4 separate regions of the Sus scrofa genome follow, and all the other regions are linked to region 2. A link is a contact called in public Hi-C, HiChIP or PLAC-seq and promoter capture Hi-C data. All regions are on one chromosome and are shown on one strand. The core of a region is the stretch at or near the end of the contact, and the rest is flanking DNA. Distances in the headings are between cores, read along the strand shown.

Evidence for each region. Promoter capture Hi-C pulls out the DNA fragments that hold promoters and counts their contacts. Hi-C and Micro-C count contacts between places; a contact is called where the count stands out from the background. HiChIP or PLAC-seq counts read pairs in DNA pulled down with a chosen protein or histone mark.
Region 1: a Hi-C map of embryonic fibroblasts shows a contact between it and region 2, with 2.6 times the contacts expected there. The contact joins two enhancer-like sites. A contact is called at or near these places in 1 of 47 Hi-C or Micro-C datasets (embryonic fibroblasts) and 1 of 2 datasets of contacts at active chromatin or transcription factors (skeletal muscle).
Region 3: a contact with region 2 is called in an H3K27ac HiChIP or PLAC-seq map of skeletal muscle, with 4 times the contacts expected there. The contact joins two enhancer-like sites. A contact is called at or near these places in 2 of 2 datasets of contacts at active chromatin or transcription factors (alveolar macrophages and skeletal muscle).
Region 4: a contact with region 2 is called in a promoter capture Hi-C map of fetal liver, with 4 times the contacts expected there. The contact joins two enhancer-like sites. A contact is called at or near these places in 1 of 5 promoter capture datasets (fetal liver) and 1 of 2 datasets of contacts at active chromatin or transcription factors (skeletal muscle).

The regions. Positions count from the first base shown.
Region 1 is chr11:17,215,085-17,221,533 of Sscrofa11.1, reverse strand. All of the region lies in intron 1 of LOC110255810 (a long non-coding RNA gene), which reads left to right. Among named protein-coding and RNA genes, the nearest start is that of DLEU7, 250 kb to the right of the region's middle. Within about 2 kb of position 2,908, at least 18 of the 83 cell types and tissues checked have an H3K27ac peak or open chromatin away from gene starts, as enhancers often do. A contact at or near this core is called in embryonic fibroblasts, where this site is marked.
Region 2 is chr11:17,685,935-17,692,712 of Sscrofa11.1, reverse strand. No RefSeq gene overlaps it. Among named protein-coding and RNA genes, the nearest start is that of MIR15A, 68 kb to the left of the region's middle. Within about 2 kb of position 1,987, at least 81 of the 83 cell types and tissues checked have an H3K27ac peak or open chromatin away from gene starts, as enhancers often do. A contact at or near this core is called in embryonic fibroblasts, fetal liver and skeletal muscle, where this site is marked.
Region 3 is chr11:17,258,732-17,265,556 of Sscrofa11.1, reverse strand. The region is part of intron 1 of LOC110255810 (a long non-coding RNA gene); the gene reads left to right. Among named protein-coding and RNA genes, the nearest start is that of DLEU7, 290 kb to the right of the region's middle. Within about 2 kb of position 3,161, at least 3 of the 83 cell types and tissues checked have an H3K27ac peak or open chromatin away from gene starts, as enhancers often do. A contact at or near this core is called in skeletal muscle, where this site is marked.
Region 4 is chr11:17,383,159-17,389,821 of Sscrofa11.1, reverse strand. No RefSeq gene overlaps it. Among named protein-coding and RNA genes, the nearest start is that of MIR15A, 370 kb to the left of the region's middle. Within about 2 kb of position 3,076, at least 2 of the 83 cell types and tissues checked have an H3K27ac peak or open chromatin away from gene starts, as enhancers often do. A contact at or near this core is called in fetal liver and skeletal muscle, where this site is marked.

The DNA.
Region 1 (6,449 bases), core at 1,659-4,158, 470 kb after region 2:
AACACCTTTTAGCCAAAAAAACATATGCTGCTGGTTAAGCCATGCAGGAGTGGAGACTTTTTCAGGGCTTGCCTGCACGTCTTGAGGTCTGTGGTTCAGCCACTGACCGTGCCATTGACTAGAGACTCAGCTGGAGTGGAACCCAACAGGCAGGCGAGCCCATGTGTCTGGTGGGTCCGTAGATTGCAGGCAGGTTTGCAGACATAGGCAGGGAAGTGACAGAATGTATACGTGCATGACTGTGCAAACTTCTCTGCAGAAGCAGCGTTCCAGGCTGTGCTGCAGGCTTTTGAGTATTCAGGCATCCAGAGCACTGACTGATTCGCCTCTTATGTATACATTTTTTTGTTCAGGCTACCCACAGATTCAGGACCCTAAATAACTGCCAAATAAGAGGACCTTTATCTCTTCTCAGTAATTTCTTCCTTTTACAGTGTCAGGAAAGCTCATCATAGGTAAACAGTATGCTAGCAATCTTAGCATTATCTCCATTCCTTTGCAAATAAGCAAAAGAAAGTGAAAACACAAACTCCTTCCAAAAACTCTGGATAGGCCTGTCTGAGAAAAAAGTTATTCATTCATATAATAAATATTTATTATGAGTCTCCTGTGTGCAGTCAGTCAGAGCAAAATGTATGAACAGAAGGGATGAGAAGGGTGGGCTGAGCTGCAACAAACAGGTTGCTGGCCTCTTTGCCCTGGTTTTGTAACATATTGACACACCTAGTAACTGACTTGGTGTAAGTTACTTCCATCCTCTTGCTTCCTTTCCACTAACACAGTGAGACCTGCTGCACGCAGGGGTTGTGAACAATGACAATATGGCTCAACAAAATTTAACACGCTTTATCTTACGTAACAAACACTTATCCAGCTCTTACCAAGCACTGTTCTAAGCACGTTACAAATATTCATTTAATAGTCATAACAACACTGTAGGGCAGGGACTGTTATTCTCCCTATCTTAAGCATGGAGAAACCAAGATACAGTGTAGCTCAAGGTCACAGAGCTGAGACTTGATGGAGCTGAGATTGAAACCTAGGCAGGGAGACCAGTCATCCCGATTTGTCTGGTATTGATGGATCTCCTAGAACGTGGAACCTTCAGTGCTAAAACTGGACCTGCCCCAGAACAGAGATGGCTGGTCACCTGAGAAGTCCAGCATCAAAATCTGTGTCAGTTGTTAGAACTCACTACTTCCTTAGTTTTTCTAATGTCATTGGATAATGGTCAGCTTGATTTTCAAAGACTTCCATCTTGTTCCTATTCCTGGTAAGTGGGGACATGAGCCTGGGAGATGTGCAGCCTGTTGAAGTTCTGGGAAGGGAAAGACCCTGCATGTTTTGGAGCTGGCACTTATTCCATCAGGTTTTTTTCTCCCCACATCAATTGGTCCATAAGTACTTGATCCTGAGAAAAATGTCTGTGCTGATCTACTTCGCTTCTCTCAATCAGGGAATAAAGGAAATAATGTCTAAACAGATAAATCCAATTGATATTGGTCAGTTTTGATGACTTTCAAACTGTACTTTCAAATATACAGATTCTTTCTTTTAGATTCTTTCTAAAGCTAGAGCCAGCTGCCATAACAGGCATAAATAAATAGTAATTATTTCTCATAGTTCTGAAGGCTAAACATTCCCAGGTCAGGGTGCCAGAGGACCCACTCCCTGGTATGCAGATGGCCATCTTCTTGTTGTACCCTCACATGGTGGAGAGCAGAGAGAAGAAGCAAGCTCTCTCATGTCTCTTCTTATAAGGGCACTAATTTCATCAGGGGGTCCATCCTCATAACCTCATCTAAACCTAATTACCTCTCAAGACCACACCTCCAAATGCCGTCATACTGGGGATTAGGGTTTCAACATGTGAATTTTGAGGGGACAAGAACATTCATCCATGGCATCTTCTTCCCTTTCCTCCCCAGCCAGTGCTTATGAGCCGTCTGGAGAAGAGGACAGTGCATTCTTTGACCAGACTGCTTGTCCATTGTGGACAGACATGTCCACACTGAACCCTGTAGGACTTCAATTCTCCGTGATGAAGAAGTTACCCTCTCCCAACCACAACCAGGGCATAGATTCCTCGATCTACAGGCTTCACTGGTGCTGTATCATTAGCACCAGAGGAGTTAGAGCAGAACAGGATTTCAAGTGTCCCAAGTATTGTGTTCAGGAAAAGAATCATTATCTGGTCATGAATTCCACATATGTTCTCCACAGATAACCACTACTTCTCATCTTCCAATGTTCTTTTATACCATAGAACTCAGGCTCAGGTGGCCTCAGGTATGAATCCCAGCTCTCCCACTTACTGTTGTGGGGTTCTAACTGAAACTTTGTTTCCTTTTCTCTAAAATGTGCATGTTCATGCCTACTTCATGTGAGCAGCTATAATCTGGGCAATGCACCTAGCTTAGTGCCTGGCCTGTACCTGGTGCTTAATACATGGTACTGTGATAAACTTCCATACAGGATAAAGCCTGAGCATCCATTGGTAATCCATATGTACCTTATGTTTAGCAATTAAAATGTAAAAGTTTTTTTTTATTTGCTCTAATTTGGTAATATATTTGCAAAGGGGAGATATGCAGATGTATACAATGAAGTCTCTTAACCACCCAAAGTTCCTAAAGTACCTTTATTTCTCTCTCCAGGAATAAAGTAACCTTTTCAGAGCTGTCTTTGGCTTATGTAAGCAAATACATGCAATAGTCCCCCTCCACGGTTTTGCCTTCTGTGGTTTGTTATCTGTGGTCAGCAGTGGTCCAAAAATATTAAATGGAAAATTCCAGAAATGAACAATTTGTAAGGTTTAAATTGTGCACCGTTCTGAGTAATGTGATGAAATCTTGCTCTTACCCTTTCTGTCCCAGCCGAGATGTGAATCATCCCTTTGTCCGGCATAGTCTCCCTGTTAGTCACCCAGTTGCTGTTACTTGTTGTCTAGGTTATCAAATCCGCTGTCTTGGTATTGCAGTGCTTGTGTTCAAGTAACATTTATTTTACTTAAAAATAGCCTCAAAGCACAAGAGTAGTGATAATGGCAACTTGGATATGCCAAAGAGAAGCTGTAAAGTCTTCCTCCAAGTGAAAAGGTGAAAGTTCTTGACTTATTAGGGAAAGGAAAAAATCTTATGCTGAGATTGTTTAGAAATACATTAATAAAACATCTTCTATCTATGAAATTGTGAAGAAGGAAAAGGAAATGTGCTAGTGTTACTGTTGCACCTCAAACTACAAAAGTTACTGCCACAGTGTAACACACAGCTCCCTGTTTAGTTCCTTTTCTGTGAATTGTCCATCTATTTTGCTCATTTTTTATATTGGATTGCTGGAATTTTTCTTACTGATTTGTTGGAGCTATTTATATATAAAGGAAATGAGCCCTATGTGATGTAATTCACAATTTTTTTTTTTTTTTTTATGGATTGTTTTTGTCTTTTGACTTCCCTTGTAGTGGTTCATGCTGTTGGGTTTATTTGTATTTTCACTCATTTACTGATTCTCTCTCTCCACAAACAAGTTTCCTTCAACCTTTGTGTTTTTATTCTGTATTTTTCATAATCTACCCCTAATTTCTTTTTATTAGAAGGGGAAAGAGAAAAAGGTGTAAGGTGAACAGCTGTCAATGTGACTGAGATCTTAGGAGAATCAGGAAAATGAGAGAAAACACTGAACATTTCAATTCAGCATTTTAAAAAAATGGGTGTTTTGATTTAATTTTTTTTGCATTTATTATAACAATAGCAACTTTGAGCAGTGCATAATAAAGTATATTTTACATTTGAAAACAAATACTTATTTTTCTCAGTGAGAAAGCACAACTGTGTGAACATCCTCTAACCATGTCTGTCATCTGACCCCTGCTTTCCTTTCTTAAATCACATTCTGTTTGTGTGTGTGCATGTGTGCATGCGTTTTGTTTTCAGAAATGTTCCTGTCCTCATTTGCCTTTTGCCAAAGTCATTAAAGAGAAAATTTGATTAGTTATCCAGGTATTTTACAAATATATCAAGACACCAAAGGCCTTGTATTAATATTTCCAAAGAGGAGACTTGTATTTGAAGTAAATACTTCATGACAAAGGAGACTTCTATTGAAATCACTGAATTAACTTTAAACTATTCAAATCAAAACATTCAAATCAAAGTGTGGTTAACCACCTGACATGTCAGCAGTATTGTTACACATGCTAGAGTCAGGACATAAAACTGACATTTAAGAGGAAATAGATCCTCGTATTAGCAGAGGTGCCTGTTTTATTAGGGTTCTATTTGTTATCTGCTCATTGTGTAGCTCCGCTTGCATATGCTTTGGGCTCCTGGAGCTATCATCTTCTCTTTCACTTTAAGCCTGTGGTTAATTTTCAAGTAAGAGGGCCCGAGGGGTGAGGCCCAAGAAGGGCTGGGGGCGGTCAGGAAGGGGCCCCTGCAGGAGGCAGGCCCCTGTTTATTCACAGCGCAGGTGCAGGGAGGGTGGCGGGTGGCGAGCAGGCCGTGCCCCTGGGGCTTCCTCCAATCAATCACCCCACCTGGGCCACTGGGCGTCCCCTCAGGGCGGCTGTGCACGAAGTGTAGCCGTTCTCTGTGACATCCGAACAGGCAGAGGGGCCAGAGTTCACAGAGAGCAGGGCTTTTACTGCTTGGCTGTTTTTAAGATTTAGTCCAAAAGTTAAATTGAGGATAGAGTCCCAAGTGGTGAAATCTAAATAATCTCTCTTTCCTCCTCACTCCCCCCTCTCCCTGGAGCTCTTCTGACAGTGCCTTCCATTTCCTGCCTTGAGCCTCCCTACTCCATTTGAGGAGATCACTGTTGTTTTTTTCCTCCTGTGAAACTCTCACTTAGCTTCCAGCCTTTGGAAGAAGTGCCTAATATTTTCAGCAGTGAAAATCTGTCTTGGCAAGCATCAGAAATAGAACTTTTCCTTTAGGAAGAAAGAAGTGAGACCATAGCCTATTCTGAAGCTGACAGCCTCTACCCAGATAGATGGTAAAGGAAGAAGAGGTGAGGAACTATCCATCGTAATGTGGGGAACCAAGTAAGCTCTGAAAAGCTATTAATTTTACTCTTCCTTGGGGTAAAACAGTGTCTTAAGGAAGGGGCAGGAAGAGAAAGTAGAGGTGCAATTTCTGCACTTCAGCTTGCAGTCTTTTTGGAGAGAGAAAATAATGGCCCAGGAAACAATGAATCAGGTAGTTCATGGTGTAAATGCTAGCGCTGTTGGCAAATAACTGTGTGACCTTTGCAGATTGCTAAACCTCTCTGAGCTTCTGTTTCCTCATTAATAAACTGGGCCCTAATCATAGCATCTACCTCATAGAATTACCCTGAAGATTAAATGGGATAATATATTTAAAACATATCCCTTGGCCTTTAGCAAGCCCCAGTGGCTGTGCATGTTCCTTGGTACCAACTAAGAATATGCCGAAAGAGCAGAGCAGACAACAGGACATCCAGGAGTTCAGGAGCAAGCAAGGCTTCCGTGGATGGGAGGATCAGAGAGAATTGTCAGGAGGAAAGAAAGATTTGTCCTGGGCCTTGAAAGAAGTGAAAAATATATATGTGGAGGGAAGTGGAATAAAAATCTTAGCTTGGCGGGGACAAGTAGGTAATGTTAGGGCTCCTGGAGGGTGGGGAGGGGGCGCTCTCCCTTTTATGTGAACAAGAAGAGCACCCCTATTACCATTTTGTATAATGAGGAGCTGGGTCTCCCAAATGAGACTGTTTGAAGTAAGGATTCTGTTCACTAAAAACAAATTGAAAACCAGTCGCTCAAGGAAGAGCAGTTGGTTAGACAAAAACAGTGTCTGGAAAGATCATTTATATTCTGTATTATTTGTTTGAGGAGTCATTGAGTAGACACTTACTGAGCACCTGCATGTGCTGGGTAAGGAGGAGACCAAAAGGTGCCTAATGTGCTCATAGGTTCCGTTCCAAGTTTCCACTCACAAGGCAGGCAGAGCTGGACAGGCGGACAGCCTGCATGAATTAAGTGATAGCACCCCAAAGGGCTACTGGAGTCATCAAATCTGCCTGGAATACCATGGAAATAGCCAGACCGAAGGGTCTGGAAAGCCTTCAGAGCTGGGAGAAGTGACAAGTGAGCTATGTGACTGACCTATGTGCGCTGTCTCTGTTTCAGGAGAGTGAGAGGTGCCTTGCCCCCTCCAAAGATATATTTGAGGGTACTCCCCTCTGTAGAAGGGATAAGGCAGCCCATGTGTGGGAGAACGTAGGGAAAAGCTGAACTTAGGCAGTGGGACCCCCAGTGGGATCAGGGGAGTCATAGCTATGCCCTTGGCAGAGCCTTGCTCAGAGCCTGCCCCTGCAAAGGTGAATGCGCCTTTGAACGCTGACTGACTCTGGCATAGGAAGCAGGGCAGGGCTCTTTGGGACGACTAGAGTTAATGTCTGTTTTCCCTTTCTTTCTTTCTTTCTTTCTTTCC
Region 2 (6,778 bases), core at 738-3,237:
ACTACAGGTTGCTTTGCTTGCTCAGCCCTTTCCTTTTTTCTTAGCTGACCTAACTTTTGCCCATCTAGGAATCTGCCTTCTTTACGAAGCACCTCAGGTCATGGCACCTACAGAAAGCTATTCAGGATAAGCAAACTGGATGTGAACTCTTGCCTCCCTGAAGCCAGTCTAGCATTTGCTTTTTCTCTTAGCATCTACCCCCTGGATTTCCAAACTAGGGTGGGAGTGGGGCGGGGGGCGGGTAGGAAAAAAGAAAATAAATCGTAAAGTAAAACCTGTTAAGCAGTGACTGATAATTGTTTGTACAGCACTTATACACAGAAGAACCCCAGGCTGTGGTACACATTTTTATAGTACTTTCTTGGGAGGTAAACATGTTATTTATAATCGCCAGCAGAATTTTGATGATAAAGACAACACACACCTTCCTGCTACAGAATATCCTATACGAATTTTCAACATCATCCAGTTTTCCTTTATGCCCAGCCACCACATGGTGTTATGTATTTAACAACTCCGGCAATTAATAAACAACATAGTTATGATATTCTGGGATCTACTAGGACTGCTCTGTCATTTACCTGAATTATTTCTCCTTGGTTCTCCACTTAAAAAGACTGTCTACCATCAGGCGTCCTTGAAATTCTCCATCTATCCAGGAAAATGTTTCAATTTTGAGATAAACCGTGTTCTAAGTCTGCCTACAGCACACGCTTTCTTTAAGTCAACCCTTTCCTTTTTCAAAAAGTCACTTAATTGTTGCCTCAAAACCGAGCTCTTTGCCCTCCCTGGGTAGACAGATCACAACGAAGAGTATTTCCCTGCAGCTAACACATCAACTTATAAATAGCGCTTACCGCGCTGAGTCACCAAAACCCGGAGTTTCCCCAAATAGCTTATAACGACTGCTGGGATCGCGTCTTCCAGAATGGTGACAGAATCCTACAGAACCCATGAGGTTAGACTCTAGGCCCATGCCGATAAGCAGGTCCCCAACCACCCAGCACCCAAAGAACGTGGGCAAGGCCGCCTCTTCCCAGCCAGGCGTAGACGTCGGACCTCGGATGGCGTTCTCCGACAGCGGGACTTGGCCTTGACCGCTCCTGGACTGTCCCCGCCCCCTCCGGAGCTGGGAGCCGCAGGGGGCCGGTACCAGCCTCCGCCCAGGGCTGCCCGCTCACACAAAGAGGCGCGTCCAGAGAGGGCGGCCTTGGGTTCTGCTCAGGTTATAGGCTCGGGACTCTGGGCAGCTGGGGAAGCAGTTAGGGGCTAAGGCCTTGAGGAAAACCCCTGTCTCCCCCTCCGCCCACTCCCACACGTTTGAAATGGCAGCAGCCGCCGGTTTGGGGGCTGGGGGAGCAGATATGGGGGAGGGAACGGAAGTGCCACCCCCTGCAGTCAGGGGATGGTGACGTCACCTCTACTGTCGGCCTGTAGCGGGGGCGTCTGCCTGTCACGTGACGCTACCCCCCCTCCCGACTCCCCGCCGAATCCCGCGCGCGCGCTCCCTCCCCCAGTCCCTTCTCTCCAACTTTCGCCCTCCCCGCTCCAGCACGGCTGTCAACAGCGCCAGCTCCGCCCCCTCCCCCGCGCCCAGTGTAACCGCCACGGCGGCGCGGCTGGCGCTCCGGCTTAGGTCCGGGCTCCTGGAAGAGAGCGTGCCTTCGGTCCTCACCTATCCCCAATTCCCAGCGCGCTGGATGCGTGGACGCCGGAGCCAGGGTGCGCGGTGGCGTGCGGCGGCAGCGCTTCTCCGCTGAACCCTCCCATAGCAGGCGCAGGACGAGGCGGAGACGCAAGGTCCAAGCTCAGAGGGGGCGAGTTGCGCTCAGCAGCCTCCTGGTCTTGGCACGTCTCCGCTGGGGGTTGACCCCCCCCCGGCGGGATCCGCAACCGGGAGCCAGCCGTCGACCCCCCTACCCAGCGGCCCGCGCCTCCGCGGCGCTCCCGCCTCCACTATCCCTGCCTCCTGGGCGGCGCACGCAAGTCCTGCTTGGCTTCGTCTCGGGCCGCCGCGCGGCCGCTGGCTGTACGACGAGGGGCCAAGCACAGAATGCCTCCTTGAACCCCCTCGGCCACCCCGCCGTGCACTGCTGGGGTTCCCGATTGGATGGCTGTCACTGCTGCGCCTCGTTCTATTTTCCCCCTCGGTTCCCTGCTAAAAGTAGAGGCTTGGGGGAGGGAAAAGAAAACCCAGTGTTGAAAGGGGCGGTGCAGACTGACCTGTCAACGGCAGAGAAGGAAGACCCCCAGGTCGGGGCGAGCTCTCGAGCCCGCGCAGGGAACGGAGCCCTGGTTCCCGCGGAGCGGCGCGGCGGCAGCGGCTGTGGCTCAGCCAGGTGTCCCCCCTCGGCGGGGCCCGCGCTGCCGCGCCCGCCCCCTCCCCCGGCGCCGCGCTCCCCGCCCCATCATCAGGGACCAGGGAACCCCCCAGCTCGATTTTTTTGTGCAGTTTCAGCAAAGCTCCGAGGAAGTTGGTCCTTTTGTTCCACTATTTATAGATTGCGTCAACATTGCGAAAAGGAGAAGGCGGAGCGGTGGCCCCTCCTCCTCCCCTCCCCCGCCGGCTCCTGGGAGAGAAAAGCCCCAGCACACGACCTAAGTACACAGCGCGCCAGCCGCCCGCCCGCCCCCGGCCTCCAGCTCGCCGCTTCCCCCTCCCAGTCCCGGCCAGAGCGCTGCCAACCCCATCACGTGCCCGCCCGGGAAAACCAGCTCCCCGGGGCTCCGCGCCGCCCGCCAGGCTCCGTGGCGGCGGCGGCGGCGGCGGCGGCTGCCTCACTCGGCTGGGCACCCAGCTCGTGGGCTCCGGTCGTGGCCCAGGCGTCGCGCACAACGTGGGCACCCGCGCCCTAGTCACCCAATGGGGCCCCGGGGTCTGCAGCTCTTGGGTGTGCTTGCAAGCCTTCCGCGCTTCCGCCCTCTACCCTCCTCCCCGCCTCTGGAGCGCCAGCGCCCTGGTGCCGGAGTGTGCGCGCGTCCGGGCCTCTCCTGGGAGCCAGGGGCCCGACTAGTCACTCGAGCGGCCGCTTCCTCAGACGTTGGGATGCCCATCCTTCCCGGCCCCCGCACGATTGGCTGAGGGCGGGGGATCGAGGGACGCGGGGGTGGCTGGCGGCAGCTCGCCGGCTAGCCGGCGGAGCGCGGGAAGTACAGTGCGGCAGTTCCGAGACGCGCGTAGACGCTCTCCCTCCTCCGCAGGTGCAGCCGGGCTTAGTGCGAGCTCACTTACGGCTTCCCGGACATCTGCGGACCAAAGAGTTTGCAGACCTGAACCTCAGTGGGGGTAATACAGTTTTTAGGGAGTTACTGGAAGTTTGATCTGTGACAAAAACATTTGAACTTTCCTTTAAAAATCTGATGACGAAATGCTAGGCCCCGCCATATGTCCCGAAATGAAACTGAGCTCCCTTGCCGGCCTAAACCCTCTTTTCCTGAGCCTGGTGTATACAAGGAAGGAGATAAATAAGAGAAGAAGGCCTTATCAGAAAAAGAAAAAAACCCAGTGCAAGTAACTGGCTTGAGCGTAATTTACCTTCGCAGCTTCCGGTCGTTTCCCTAAGTGATTTATTTAGATCACAGATTAACTTTCCAGAATCGGAATAAAATAATTTAGCTCTTCAGAGCACGGGTGGAGGAAAGCCAGGGCTGAGTTGGGACGAGTGCAGGAAACGCGTCGGACCTTTCCGGGCAGCTGGACAGTATGGTAAACAGTCTGGAAGGGTTATATTATTTTCTAAGGAGTTTGGAGAGACTGTTCCTTCGCACCCAGCTCAAGTGCAGGCCGGGGGAGGGGAGAGGGAACCTGCACCGGCCCTTGCTGGGAACCGCGCTTCCGGACCCGACACAGGGCTAGGGCAAACCGAGGAGCGCTTTCGCCTCTAGCTGAGAAACCTTTCCAGGTTTGGGCCTTTTTCTTTCTCTCTCTCTCTGTCTCTCTCTCTCTCTCCCCCCCTCCCCCTCCTTCCCTCTCTCCCTCTCTCTCTCTCCTCCCCTTCTCTCGTCCCACTCTTTTTAAGGGGGAAACCTTAAGCTTTGGGTTCGTCCATTTAGGATACATGCGTTTCTCTCGCCCTAAAGGGGGAGGCGAGTTGAAGTAAGCGAGCCTGAGCAGTGGTTGCTGGGTTTCTAAAGCGCAGAGCTGAGTGGACCAGCAGCAGATGGGACTGGGCATTAGTCTCCTCACACCTGATGGGGCTCAGAACCTAGTTTGGGAGCCCGATCTTATTCTCCAGCTCTCTTGCCTTTTCTCTCGGTTTCCTTCCAATTTAGTGAAAGGCCCCGGCGCCCATCTTCCCGCCTTTCTTCCCTGCCCTGTCGTCTATGTTGGAAAGACCCAGTCCTCCTAAGAAGGCGAATTCGTTTCCGCGTCAATTTTGTTGCATCAATATCTACAAATCACGTTTCTTTGCACGAGGAAAACAAGCCAGGGCCTCCTGGCCTTTCCGGCCCCTGCAAGGGACAGGGGTGTCCAGGCCTCAGCTTGAGGCTTCCCCTCCCCCCCCCCGCCCCGCTTTGGGCCGAACCGCGGTGTCCCCACCACTTTGTCAGGACACGAGCTTTTCACCCCCACTTTGTTCTTCCGCAGTCTTCCCAGCTGCTAGAGAAGGGAGCGAAAGCAAAACGAAAGCACCCGGGGCACATCAGTCGCGGCGGCTTCCCTGAACGCGGCCGTGGGAGGCCAACGTCTGGGGTCGGTAGGCGAGGGTGGACGCGGGGGTTGCGTGGAAACTGGGTGGCGGGTGATCCCCGCAGGACCCCCGGGAGCTGCTGGGAGCTCCGTCGCTCCTCCTCCCCCTGGGAAAAGCGACTGCGTGTGAGAATGTATCAGCCCCGAAGGGAAAGTTTGGCCTGGGTCTGGAGTTGAAATTCGAGACTGATTGGGACCGTGCGGAGGGGACGCAGAGGCAAAGGAGTGTGGCGCGGGGGCGAGCGTTGGCCCCCGGCTGCTGAGCCGGGGAAGAGGCCGGGGAGAGCCGGAGCGCGGCGAGGGCGCGCAGAGGCCGCTGGGGACTGGAGGCCCACGGAATTGTTGCTCCGCTGAGGTTGCAAACTCAGCCTGCTTCCCCGCAAAAACCAGAGTTCTGCGCGGTAGAAAGACTTCAGGAAACTTTGGTGACATCCTCTGCACCCGCCCTCTTCCCTCGTGGCAGTCACTGCGAGGACAAAGGCGGCCTGCGCTGATTTGGACGAGGAGCGGCCCGTGTGGGCGGCCTTAGAGGCCGCAGACTTTTTCAGTTAGGAGAAGGATGAGTAGCTTTACGAGGTGAAGATTACCGCCACAACCACCCCTCAGGGGTGACAGCCAGTCCAAGTCTGATTTGTTAATAATCATTCTCATTCCCCCACCTTCCCCCCGCAGTGACCCAACACTGGGAGACTGACCTGCGAGATGCTCTCCCTTTCACTCCAGTAGGTTTCTGTGGCCAAACGCTCGAAAAGCCCCACCTTGCCCTACCTAATAAACAACTAACTTTGTTCTATTGAATGTCACCTTTGTTGTAGAAATATCTGTGGGTTTTGGCAAGTGTCAAAAAAAAAAAAAAATCACCTGATCCTAAATGAGTCGAATGTGGAAACAGTTTTTTGTGCGAGTAGTTTGGGTCTGTGCTTTCTCTCACTGGCACCTAATGCATCGCAGCTCCAGGCTGTTACACCTCTAGCTGTGCAGGGGCACTTTCGCACCACGCCCTTCCTCTTTTTAAAGAAGGAGACTTGGAATTGTGCACTTGTGTGCCTTATTTAGATTCTGCATCGCTGGTTATTCATTTCACCAAAAGGACTCAAAAACCTCTATACTTTTAAAAGATGCAAAATGGAGTTATTTTAAGCAGACCTCGGGAAGGGCAGCATTGGTTTCCTGCTAATGATATGCTGGTTAACAGGCAATAGTCAAATGCAGACTAACTGTTCGTTTTCTTTCTTCCCTCTTCACTCTAACTGCAAATATCAGAAAGTTCTAAGTGTGAAAAACATGGCCCACTCCACCCAAAGTTCTTTCTACAATGATGAGAGGAGACCAGCAGGTGAAAGAGCCACGTAGGGTATTACTTTTGGAAAGAGTCTTCTATTTCTTAAAAAAGAAAAAGCAGCAAAAGCTACTTTTGACTCAACAGACTGATTAAAATGCCTGCTTTCACCATGCGCGCCCTTTGGTTTCATATGTGGCCACTGTTCTCACTTTCTTGCAAGTTTTTCCCCTTGTAACTTATTTCTGTGAAACAGAGATTCCATCAGGTTATCTTGCTAAACTGGGCGTCTATAATTATGAAGTTGGTCCTTTCTCCTCCACCCCACTTAAAAAGTACACACACGACTTTGAAAGCCCATAGTTATCTTTATTTCGCATCCTACTTTTTTTTTTTTTTAATTCCGCATTCGCAAATGATGCTTTGCCTGGGCTAGGTTCAGACCGGATTATCGAAAACATTACCCGCTCGGGCAGTCCCTTAAGCCATCGAAAGCCCAACCTTGCGCAGGCTGCTGGAACCCGCACCAGAAACCTCGATTTAGAGTCCAGTTTGGAAACAAATCTGTGCTTTTCGCGGTGAAATGGGAACTTGCCCAAGCGATGCATCTGGCTTTAGATTTTATGGGGAATATGATCTGGAAAAGGGAACGCCTGTTTCAGGCGCGGCAACATGTCCCGCGCGGATCCCCGGGGGCTCCCTCCTGCAAAGAGCGCGCGGGCCTCGACCCGCAGGGCCTCAGCCAACCTCCGGGCGCCCTGGTTTGGGTTAACCTCACACCAGCGCTCTCCCTTCCCGGTCTCGCCTGG
Region 3 (6,825 bases), core at 1,912-4,411, 430 kb after region 2:
CAGTTATACATGTACATATATCCATTCTTTTTTCCCATATAGGTTATTACAAAATATTGAGTAGATTTCCCTGTGCTGTACAGTAGGTCCTTGTTAATTATCTTTTTTATATACAGTAATGTGTTAATCCAGTTACCCCAACAGTTTCCCCTTTGACGACCATAAATTTGATTTCAAAATATGTGAATTTGCTTCTGTTTTATAAACAAGTTAAATTGCTTCATTTTTATTATATTCCATTCCATAACTGATATCCTGTGATATTTGTCTTTATCTGAATTTATTATGATATTCTCTAGGTCCATCCATGTGGCTGCAGATGATATTGTAATATTACTCAGGTATAAAAAAAGCATGAAATAATGTCATTTGCAGCAGTTAAAACAGAAGCAAACTCACAGATTTTGAAATCAGATTTATGGTTATCAAGGGGAAACCACATTTTCTATTTTTTTCTTAAAGTGCTATTTGAACTATCACAATAAACAAGGGTTTGTTCCCTTTTTTTTTTTGTTTTTTTAGGGCCACACCTGCAGCATATGGAGGTTCCCATTGCTAGGGGTCGAATTGGAACTGTAGCTTCTGGCCTACGCCACAGCCACAGCCACACGGGATCTGAGCCATGTCTGCGACCTACACCACAGCTCACAGCAATGCCAGGTCCCTGACCCACTGAGTGAGGCCTGGGATCGAACCTGCACCTCATGGATACCAGTTGGATTCATTTACGATGCACCACAAAGGAAACTCCCAGCAGGAGTTTTCTTTTATAGGAATCAAAACAATAAAGATGGTCCTGATGTTTTAGAAAGACAGGTAATTTTTAAATATGCAGCTTGTATTTTTGTCTATAATGATAAGGAGTTATATTTAATTTATATTTTGAACTCAGCTTTTATGATTTGGGGGACTCTAATATATGCTCCCAGCAGATATAACATATTCTCTTCAAAATGTGTTTTAATTAAAGAAGTAGATTCCATATTGCAAATGATGCCATGTGCAGTTTTTTTTCTCATGACTTTTCATAAATATGTGCTCATGTATATCAAATGTGTTTTGCTGGTACATTAATTTACTCATTCATTCATTCCTTCAACAGGTATTTATTGAATGTTTTACATTTCTTGTACTGGGCCACACGGAATACAGTTATAAACCCACAGATAAAGTCCTGCAGAAAACATACTTCATTCATTCCAAGTGAAAATGATTTTTCACAAGATAATGGGTGCTGGCCTAGGTAGCATTTCAATGATATTCTTAGTCTAGAACATGATTAACTTTGGAAATGTAAAAAGGCATGATGAAGAGAGATCAGAAAGAATCAAGTATTTAAGAATTTATTGCTCAAGTCATATCAAGTGCAAGATTCTCAAATCTTTGATCATTGAGTATGAATTAGGACCTCCCATTATTATACTCCTTGAATTTCCACAGCCTTGAAGAAGGTATTCTTCCCTCCCTAGAGAATCTGAATGAGCCCTGAGGTGTGAGGGTGACCTGATATTCTCCTTTCTCACATGCTGTTCTTTATACATTCATTACTAGTATGAGGATGTTACTAATATGTGCGCCCTTGAAGGACTTCCAGTTCTGAAACCAGTAGAGTCTCAGGGAAACTGGGACAAGCTGGTCACCCTGAGTAGAAGGGAGGTTGTAGACTTCCATGAGGAGTGAAGAGTGGCCTGAAATGGGATTTCAAATCTGCCTAGATTTACTATAATTTCAGAAGAAAGATGAACTTTCTTTTTTTTTTAATAATATTTTTTATTTTCCCACTGTACAGCAAGGGGGTCAGGTTATCCTTACATGTATACATTACAATTACATTTTTTCCCCCACTCTTTCTTCTGTTGCAACATGAGTATCTAGACAAGGTTCTCAATGCTATTCAGCAGAATCTCCTTGTAAATCTATTCTAAGTTGTGTCTGATAAGCCCAAGCTCCCGATCCCTCCCACTCCCTCCCCCTCCCATCAGGCAGCCACAAGTCTCTTCTCCAAGTCCATGATTTTCTTTTCTGAGGAGATGTTCATTTGTGCTGGATATTAGATTCCAGTTATAGGTGATATCATATGGTATTTGTCTTTGTCTTTCTGGCTCATTTCACTCAGTATGAGAGTCTCTAATTCCATCCATGTTGCTGCAAATGGCATTATGTCATTCTTTTTTATGGCTGAGTAGTATTCCATTGTGTATATATACCACAGAAAGATGAACTTTCTAAGTGCTTTATGATAGTAAACTAAGATGTCTTTCACCTTACTATTTACCCAATTTTTATATGCTTAAAATATGTGCACTTTATATAAATTATAACAGAAGTTTCAAGTTATAAGCTGGGAAAATATTTCTAGCATATGTAAGAGATGAAGAATTAATATCCTCAAAGACGTAAAGAACTTTTATGAATCAATTAAAAAAAAGTATAGACTGGTAGAAAAATAAAGCCATGAATAGACAAATTTACAAAGGAAAATACACATGGTAAGTTGAAAAATAGTTACCCGGTTTTCCATGTTTTCCTTTCTTACCTTCATGTCCAGCCTCGAGAAACATCAGATATAAAAAACAATGAGAGAGAACACTGGGTCAGAAAACCAGTGAGCTCTTGACTAATGGAAGCCATGTGTCCCTGGCAAGAAAGCCATTTCCAGGGGCTCCAGTAGGTGGCCACTGCCTGCCCACAGGGACCAGCACCCCCAGGACAGTACACCCTCAAGAGTGTTTTGAACAAGAGCTTTCCAAAAACAACACCACAAAGTGCATCCCTCATCGCCTCTTTAAGATGGTCCGTGGAGTGGCCAAGGGTAGACTTGGGTAGCAAGAGTATAATCACTTTTTATTTTTGGAAGCAGAAAGCACGTCTACTTTTTGGCAGCTAAAGCACTGGCATGGGCCAGAGGGAAAAGTTTAGATTTCACGGCTTCCCAGTGCCCTTGTTTACCTAAACTAACCCCTGTAGCAATGGCTTTGGCAAATCTCTCCTTAGTTGCCTTTGAGGAAATCTACCAGAAGTCTTATTCTTTTGTTTTGAAATGAGGATATCACTTGTAAAAAATGAAACAAATGTAATAAAACAAAACAATCCTTTCAGTGACCCCAAGCTTCATCCCTGCTCCCCCACTACCCCATCCTGTTCTCTTGTTGCTGTGACAGGGGAGGGAGTGCCCTCCATGCCCTGAAACTGAATGCCAGCCTCTCCCAGTCATGCCTGGTCCAGCAGGACCCACAACTGGTCTGGATTTGGGTTTCTGTAAAGAGTGGCTGCTATTTCTACAGTGATGTGGAGAAATCAGCCTGGCTTCAGCTGTGAGCATAAAGCGACTGACACATTTAATCTCTGTTTTGCCAGAAAGAACCATAAAAATTTGCATTAGAGATTACTTAGAAGAAAATGCATTTGAATTCAAATAATAAAAAGTGATAGCTCTTGGAATGGATAGAAAGATCACTGACAATCAAAAGACGTAGGTTCCAGTCCTCGTTCTGCTGTTGTCTAGCCCCCTGAGCTAGTTATCATTCACCTCTCTGGATTTCAGTTATCCTACCAAGTAAATGAGGCGGGTAGGTGGCGTTATCTCCCTCCCAGATTAGTTAATTTGAAACATTGTACTCATTGACTCATTCAGTGATTCAACCTTTATTGTCATCTTCCAAGTATAAATTAAGTTTAACCACTCTATTAATTACTGCATTACTTAATTCAGCATTAATCAGTGTTTGTTATGCTCCAGGCACTGAGAGATTAGGAGACAAAAATACTGCCTGAACCCTTAACAAGTAAACTGGTGTAAGGAACAGACACATTGTCTTATCATTTCTATATACATTTTAAATGTCATCTCCTCCATATGCCTCCCTTGTCTTTTATGCTACCTTGAACCATTTTAATGTTTCGCATGTCTTTTACCTATATATCCTTACATTCTTTATTATTCGTATTTCTATCTAATCCGTTCTTTCCTCAAGCCCATTCATTTTGAAGACAGGAACTGAATTGGGTCTTATTATTTTCTGTCTCCAATGGCATTGAGCACAGTGAACACACAGTAGGTGCTCAATATGTGTTTTTTCAATTACATTAACGGATGGAATTCTAATGGCTTGTTATTGTCTGTGTCCCATTGCCCTCTGTCAATGGTACTCTCTTAGTGTACTAATTACAAACCCCCAGATTCCATCGAGGCTGAGGTATTCAGTTAGCAGTCAGAAAAAAAACTTTGCAGGAATGGAGGATTTTTTTTTTTCCTTGACGACAGGGAAACTGACATTGTCAACCTCAGGATTTTTTAAGAAGAGCTCTTGCTAACATGAAGTAGTCTGGATTATGGCACAGGTGTGTGACACGTCTTTCACATCAACACCAGGAATATTCATTGCCAGCAGCTGTAGGCTTGGATTTCCCTTAAACCAGCTGTAAGTCTGGATAGAGGTGAGAATTTGCTAAGGGCCACAGGATACCTTCTGAATTCCATAGCCAAAAGGTCAAGGGGAGGCATTCTTACTACCTGCTAATGCAGCTCAGGAAACAGATATGATCTGGGCTTATTATGTTGCACTTAGATGCAATAACTTGATACAGACTATTTTTAATTGGTTTACTTTAAGAAGTGGAAGCAACTTTACTCTGTTGAGTGTTCACATGTTACATGAAAGTCTGCAAAGTAATATTACCCACTATTTATGGAGAGCTTCCAGTGTGCCAGGTTCTCATCATGTGTGCTCTTCCCATGAATCCTTGCAATGGTGGTGTCAGACTGGAAGGTGGCTTGCAGACCAGGAGGCAGACAGTGCTTTACTCATGAGCAGGGGGTGGTTGAAGTAGAACTAATTCATACAGTCAGACAGTGATCTCAAACAAAACTGTGTTTGTACAACAGGTATTTGCTCCAAGATTGTCATCTAGATAACCCAGAATAACTTTATATTAATTTCCAGATTTTGATAGAAGTAACCCCCTCCTCCCATCCCTCCCCACTAAAATAAAGTACATCTTGGTAGAGAACTGTAGACTCCTGGGAATATGCACAGTCACGTTCATGGTTCAATACATTTAAGCTTGAAAACCTATCTTACTGATGCTCAGAAATCAATTAGAGCAAGATTTTTTTTTCATTTTTTAAGGTTTTATTGAAGTATAGTTAGTTTACAATGTTGTGATAATTTCTGTTGTACACCAAAGTGATTTAGTTATACACATACACACATCCATTCTTTTTCAGATTCTTTTCCCACGCAGATTACCACAGAACATTGGGCAGAGTTCTTTGTGCTATATATATATAGCAGGTCCCCATTGGCCGGTCATTCCATATACCACAGTGTGCATATGCCAGTCCCAAACCTCAAGTCCATTTCTCCTTCCTACTTGTCCCTTTGGTAACCACAAGTTTGTTGTCAAACTCTGTGAGTCTGTTTCTGTTCTGCAAATAAGTTCATTTACATACTTTTTCAGATTCCACGTATGTGATATCACACGCTGTTTGTCTTTTGCCCTCTCACTTACTTCGCTTAGTGTGATAATTTCTAGGTCCATCCATGTTGCTGCAAGTGGCATTATTTCAGGCTTTTAAAGGCTCAGTAGTATCCCACTGTCTGTATGCACCACATCTTTTTATCCATTCCTTGGTTGATGAACATTTAGGTTCCTTCCATGTCTTAGCTGTTGTAAATAGTGCTGCAGTGAACATTGGGGTGCATGTATCTTTTTGAATTATGGCTTTCGCTGAGTAGATGCCCAGGAGTGGGATTGCTGGATCATATGGGAGTTCTAGTTTTAGTTTTTTTGAGGAACCTCCATACTGTTTTCCATAAGTTGTACCAATTGACATTCCCACCAACAGTGTAGGAAGGCTATAAGAAATATTACGGGAGTTCCCTAGTGCTCTAGAAGTTAAGAATCCAGCATTGGGGCATTCCCATTTTGGCTCAGTCAGTTAAGAACCTGACTAGTATCCATGAGGATGTGGGTTTGATCTCTGGCCTTGATCAGTGTGTTAAGGATCCAGTGTTGCCATAAGCCGTGGTGTTGGACTCAGAACTGGCATTGCTGTGGCTGTGGCATAGGCTGGCAGAAGATCTGATTTGACGTGGCATATGGAAGCCTGGGATCTTCTTTTATGCCATGGGTGCGGAAAAAAAAAAAAAAAAAAAAGAAAATGTTACAAACCTCAGAACTCCTAGTTGTGTTCTCGATAAAGCCCTCTAGGTCTTGGCCTCTCTGCTCTCAGCATCTTGAGGTGGAAATTTACCTGGGCTCAGAATCATGTTTGTAGCAAAGCTTCTTCAGATGGAAAGCATAGAAGAAATGCCTCAGCATGATTCACCCATCCCCAAATGATGGCTTTGGATTTGCATTGAAATCAGATTTTCAACCCAAATGTGCCCCTGAAGTTGGTTTACTCTTGGCAAAGCAAGGTTTCCTGTTTTTCAGAAAACAGACTTAAATAGGCTTGGACAAGAGGCTCAAGCACTTTCTTGCACATCAATCAGTTCTTGCAAAATAACATTTTAATTATTTAAGTGCAAGTGAATCAGTAACATCTGAATCAGATTTTCTTGAAAAAAAAAATACAACTGTCTTTTGAAACTAGAGGGAGAAAGTGCTTGGTTGGCTAAAAACAATTTAGGTTTTGTGGTAACCCCCAAAGTGTTTGAAAAACAATTTACATATTTGATGAGCTCAAAATGTCTCTGGATTAGGCCTTTTTCCCAGGATAAACTACACAATAAATGTGGACATTTTAAATAGGGGTCATATTAGGTTGCATTTCACAGGGTCTCGAATTTGGTAATCAAAAGTGAAAAGGCCTGTCTATTT
Region 4 (6,663 bases), core at 1,827-4,326, 300 kb after region 2:
ATAATTTTGAGAAAGGAGAACAGAGCTGGATGAATAGTGCTCCCTGACTTCAGACTATACTACAAAGCTATGGTCATCAGAAACAATATGGGACTGGCACAAAAGCAGAGACATAGATCAGTGGAATAGGATAGAGAGCTCAGAAATAAACCCACATACTTATGGTCAACTAATCTATGACAGATAAAGCAAGAATATCCAATGGAGAAAAGACAGTCTCTTTGATAAGTGGTACTGGGAAAATTGGACAACTACATATAAAGAATGAAATTAGAACATTCTCTAACACCATATGCAAAAATAAACTCAAAGTTGGATTTCCCGTCGTGGCGCAGTGGTTAACGAATCCGACTAGGAACCATGAGGTTGCGGGTTCGGTCCCTGCCCCTTGCTCAGTGGGTTAATAATCCGGCGTTGCCGTGAGCTGTGGTGTAGGTTGCAGACACGGCTCGGATCCCGCGTTGCTGTGGCTCTGGCGTAGGCCGGTGGCTACAGCTCCAATTCAACCCCTAGCCTGGGAACCTCCATATGCCGCGGGAGCGGCCCGAGAAATAGCAACAACAACAACAACAAAAAGACAAAAGACAAAAAAAAAAAAATAAGTAAAATAAATAAACTCAAAGTAGATTAAAGACCTAAAAGTAAGACTGGATATTATAAAAATTCTAGAGGAAAATATAGGCAGAACACTTCTTGACATAAATTGCAGCAGTGCTTTTTTGAATCCATCTCCTAGAGTAGGGGAAATAAGAAATAAACAAGTGGGACCTTGTTAAACTTAAAGGCTTTTTCATAGCAAAGGAAATCAACAAAATGAACAGCCTACTGAATGGGAGATAATATTTGCAAATGATAGGACCAGTGAGGGATTAATATCTGCCATATATAAACAGTGAATATAACTCATAAAACAAAAAAGAACACAAATAGCAAATGTTGGTGAGTATGTGGAGAAAAGGAAGGATTTGTGTACTGTTGGTAGGAGTATAAGCTAGTACAGCCATTGTAGAAAACAGTATGGAGGTTTCTCAAAAACTAAGAATAGTCTTTTAAATATAAAACTCTTGCTTTCTTTTTGTTAGTATTTATAGTGTATTCATTTTTTTATTCTTTCACTCTCTGCCTTTCTGTCTCTTATATTTTAGATGTTTCTTGAAAATGTCATTTACTTAAATCTTTTTCATCCAGTTTGATAAAGTTTTCCTCTTAAATAAAGCATCTAGTCAATTTAAATTTAATGTAATTATTTCTATAGTTAGATTTACATCTTACCATCATATCTGGTGCTGTTTGTTCCCCCTTTGCCCATATGGCTACTTTTTATATATTATTTTTTATAATTCTATTTTTCTTCTACTTGTTTGCAAGTTAAATACTCTCTTCCTGTTATTCTAGTAATTACCCAGAAATTACCACATACATATTTAACTTGGTTTAAAGTTAATCAATACCTTTACCCTCCTGCAAAGAAACACAAATACCTTAGAATATTTTAATTCCATTTACCCTCTCTCAACTTATATGTTATTGTTTTACTTTGTATCATATCTTGCTTTAGAAAAAACTCACAGGATATTATTTTTATTGTTGTTGTCATCACTACTACTGCTGCTGCTGCTGCTGCTACTGTTACTAGTCAGTCAGGTTATACTACACTCAGTGGTTGTTTAGAATTACCCACATATTAATTTCTTTTCTTCTTTCTTTCATCTTAGGATTGCTTTCGTACTGTTTGAGAAATCATCTTTTAGAATTTTCTTTAGTGCTTCAGTAAAGATCAGGTAATGCCAAACTTTCTTGGCTTTTTTTTTTTTAACTTGATAATGACTATTTCATGATCACTTTTGAAGGATATTTTTCCTAGATTTAGGGTTTGGGGTAGCTAATTTCCTTTAGCTCATCAAAGATATCCTTTCATTGGCCTCTGGCTTCCATTGGATCTTATTTTAAGCTATTGAGAAGTAAATAATATTTAATATTATTAATATTAACATAGTTAATATTCAGTATTTTCTCTTTATAGCAGGGCTCTGAAATTTCCTAATGCTTGTCTTCCATTCTCTTAACAATGTCTTTCAAAAGCAAGAGGTTTTAAATTTTGATGAAGTCCAATTTATAAGTTTTGTTTCATTTGAAACATTCTTTTGGTGTTTTATCTGAGAAATCTATGCTTATGTAAGATCAAATACTTTTTCCCATTTTCATCTAGATGTTTTTATTTTAGGCTTTTCATCTAGGACTGTGATCTATTTTGAGGGTTTTTTTTGTTTGTTTGTTTTTTGTTTTTGTTTGTTTTTTTTTTGTATGCGGTCTGAGGTATAAGGTTTTTTTGTTTTGTTCTTGCATGTGGATATCCAGTTCTTACAGCACCATTTGTTGAAAAGACTATGGCGTTTCTGCTGTGGCTTTTCCTCTCTCCTTGCACAGAGACCTGGCTCAAGGGCCTTTTTCTGTTTTTTTTTGTAGTTCTTTTACTTCTCTTCTTTCTCCTGCTCACTCTGATGCTTTTGCCCTTCTCCAGGGTTGAAGTAGGGGGAAATTATATTAGAGTACAAAAGACTAGAAATCTTTTTATTCAACAGTAGTAACAGCAACCAAAATCTTTGTTTTTATCTTATTTATAAAGGTCTAAAGTGTTTAGCCCATTGAAAGCTTTAGATATTGAAAAGCAGGCCCTGGTATTAGACCATTTACTACTTTTGCCCCCCTGTTGGATTTAAGTACAGGAGGCAATGGATGTTAGAGTTAGGTGTACAGTTGCTTACCTTAAATTGATTAATATTAGTAACTTAATTACTCATTAAGTTTTAACATTCTGAGTTAAGATAGGATGTCTGTTAAGGTAATGTGAGCTACTGTAACAAAAAATCTTAGTACAGGTTTATTTTATCATCCTCATGATAACTAAATTTGGTTCCCTTTCAAAAGACAACTTTATTCTAAATAGTGATCCAGGGCTCTTTCCATCTGTGGCTCTGTCACCTTTGACGTATGTTTTCTCAGGTTGCCCCACCCATCCACATCAAGCTGGCTTTGCTTGAGGAGATATTTTTATCTGCCAAAGTCTAGGGGTGGCATGCAGTATCTCTGCTCACATTCAAGTGGGTAGGGCTCAGTTGCACTTATCTGCAAGGGTGGCTGGAAATATAGTAGTGTTCCAAATGAGAACAGAAACGTTTTGGTAAAGAGCTAGGTAGTTTTTCTGTAGCATAAGTTTCCTCATTTACAAGTTTCCCGTATATTTAAATTTGAACTTAAAGTTCCATCAACATGGCTCTCTTTCCCCTCTTCTGTGGCAGTGTGTTGACATCATATAGCCAGGTCACTCACCTCTTACTCAGCCCTCAACAGGACATTTCTTTGTGGAAGGAAAAAAAGATTACTCATCATCCTGACTCCAAAGTTCCCAGAAGTTGCTAAATATGAATTTTTAAGAAAATGTTTCAGAGGGACCAGGTCTCTTTAATATGGTCATTTTAAATAGAACACTTATTAAAAGTCAAGCAGTGATATCTTCATACTTCATCGTGAGAGTATTTATAAAAAGTAACTCTTAAATATCTTTCTGAAATTTTTTTCCATTTAAAAGTAAGAACCTCAAGTTCTGTTTTCTGGAGTTTTGATTTCAGACAAAAAGTCATTTGTATAAAGAACGTTGTAGAGTGTTTATACATGTCTCCGTGTTTAGTATTTTTCCTACAAATCCCAATCCTCTGGAGTCATGGGGTTCTCTAGGCCCAGGGATTCCAATTTAACATTAGTTTAATGGTTTTGACCCCTGCTCTGAGGTGGATTTACACAGAGGAGGCATGCCTTGTATGTCCTGAAGTCATTAGTTTTGCATGAAATGGCCCTGCTGCTTGTGTTGTTTTACACACAGTTATTTCTGAGTTGGGTTTCTGTAAAATGACCACATCTAAATAATTTAAGAGCAAACTGCTTGTGGGGATGACAGCATTTGAGGACCAGTGACTTATCTGATCCTATTTATAAGGGTAACTCTCTCTACCCATTTAGTTACCTAGACACTAATCACTTAATTTTTTGAGTGGCATCCCTTTTTAAGAATGGTAAGTGTTTCCCAATACAGCCGTGGAAATTGTTCTGCATGTTGGTCAGTTCTGAATAATCTATTGGGATCTTAATGTGCTTATTTTATTATTGAATATGCTGCTTATGAATTTGGGGTCTTAAGTATGTCTCAGTTTTTTAATATATGGTCTTCAGTTGTGATATGTTAGCTGTCTTAACTCATATATTGGGAGTCAAGTCTTGTAGCTTCATTAATTTGTCAAAGATTCGCTAAATGCTTACTGTGTGCCAGTGTCTGGAATCAAAGCGATCTATCCAAATGACATTGGGATGATAAGGTGACCATATTCAGGCCAAAGGGAAGACTTAAACTGAATGAGACAATTCTGTGGTATAGGTTGGTATGTACTATGGAGAAAAATAAATGGTTATAGGAAGTTCAAGGGTGATGGATATTGCAATTTTAAATAGGGTGCTCAGTGAAGGAAACATTAATTATGTGATATTTGAACAAAATCTTGAAGGAGCGGAAAGAGGAGCATTCCAGGTAGAGAGAAAAGCTAAACCAGTATGTTTAAGGAGCAGCAAAGAAGCCAACTTGTGTTGCTGGTGAGAGTGAATGAGGAGAACATGATAAAAGGTCAGAGAAGGCAAGTTTAGGGGTGTGGTTGGGAGGAGGGAGCACTGGCCAGGAGCAGAATCTGGATTGTGTGGCTCTCTGGAGGCCAAGTGGAGAAAGTGCATCAAGGAGGGACTGATGAACTGTGCCCAAAGATGCTGCTGGGTTATGTAAGATACAATATGAGAACCGACCATTGAGTTAATATTTGCACTAAGTAGTTGTAGTGGGATCAAGAGGGAAGGGGAGGGAAGAATGTATAGATGTACTGCAGTGGGGTGGTAGGTGTGGGAAGCAGAGGTTTTTTTTTTTTTTTTTTTTTTTTTTTTTCGTTTTTAAGAAAAGGGAAGTGACAGCATGTTGGTATGCTGATGAAAATAATCCAAGAAGGAGAAATGGGCGATGTAAGTGTGAGGTTAGAGAATTGATGCAAGTGAGAGGGAGGGAATTCAGCATGAGTAGAGAGGTTGGCCTGTGATAGAAGCATGGCCAGTGCATCCATAGGGAAGCCAGAATAAGGGGCATGCCTGCCATAGGTAGGTAACTGGAGAGGTGGGAGTATGTAGAACTGGCTTTTAATTGCTACGCTTTTGTTGGTACAGTGTGGAGCAGAGTTATCATCTGGGAGTGGGAATGGGAAAGGACTTTGGGGGCACTGAAGAGAGAGGGTATGTTGTGATCGTCTAGCAGAGAAGGGGATGGAATGGAGCAAGGAAGGACACTGTGATTGCCAGGTAGCATTTTGCTGTCATAGATACAGAAGACTTGAGAGGTTAAGAATTGGGGTCTGGGAGATGAGCAAGGCTCAGATGTAGTAGGGCCTTGCAGGCTGTCATAATGACTTTGGACTTTGAAGTGAAATGCATAGCCGCTGAAAGGTTTGCACAGTGTCACGATGGTATCTGACTTAAGAGTTTAAAAGTATCACTTTGGTCACTTTGTGCAGAATATTTTGGAAGCAGGAAGAGGTTTATTCAGCAGTCTGAGTGAAAGATGCTAGTGGCTTGAAGTAGAGTGGAAGTGGTGGAAGTGAAGAGAAGAGGTTGTATTTGAGTTATATTTTGGAAGTAGAGCTAACAGGATTTTCCATTTAGAGTGTGAGAAAAAAACCATCAAGGACAAATAAGTTTAATCCTGAGCAATGCATGGATGCTGGTACCCATAAGATATCAGTTTTCTCAGCTCCAAACCAACTCTGCTGATATTCACAGCCAAGTAGCACATGATGTCCACGCAGACTGAGGCAACAGTCCCATCTAGGTTAATGTGGCTAATAGCCTCACATTTCAGACAAAAAGGAGGAAAATTTCAGTATGAACACCCCAAACAGGAGGTCTAAGATGTGCAGTTTTTCTTAGTATTTTAGCATATTTTCTTTTAATTGTGTAAATTCTGAGATTAATTAAGTAGATACAAATTTAACCCAGCTTATGGAAATATGCTGGACATTTCTTCTTTCCAAAAATGACACAATTCAGTTAGTAGTCTGGAGCTTGTTAGAGTTTTCCAAACAATAAAACAAAGTGTATTTATTTTAATGGGAAGCTCTGCTGTGTCCATTCAGTATTTTAATGTTTTTACTTTTTCCTTAAAATTGAAGTAAAACTATAAAAGTCTGAAAAATGAATATGCCATCCAATTTTAAAAAGAAAGATGACACTTTGCTCCTCCCTTTTAAAGAGCAGCTTGTCCCAGTTTTCCCAATCTGATCTGTTTTTACTTTCTTTTCTTTTTTTAACAAGCCTTTTTTTGGACTGGGCCAGTCTCATTTCATATACTCTTGGCTACTTCAGCTACTGCATTTCTTTTTTTATCAGCTCATCAGCCCACGTTCTGGACAACTAAGAAACAACTGTCTTCATTTCCATCCCCTAAATGTAAAGACTTCAGAAATTTCTGTAACATCTCACTAACCAGAGAAAACTAAAGGATATTTCCCCCAAATGTGCAGTTTAGTCATTTTCTTTATTGTGTTTGTGAACGATGCCCCTGAGACTGAGGGAGGAAATGAA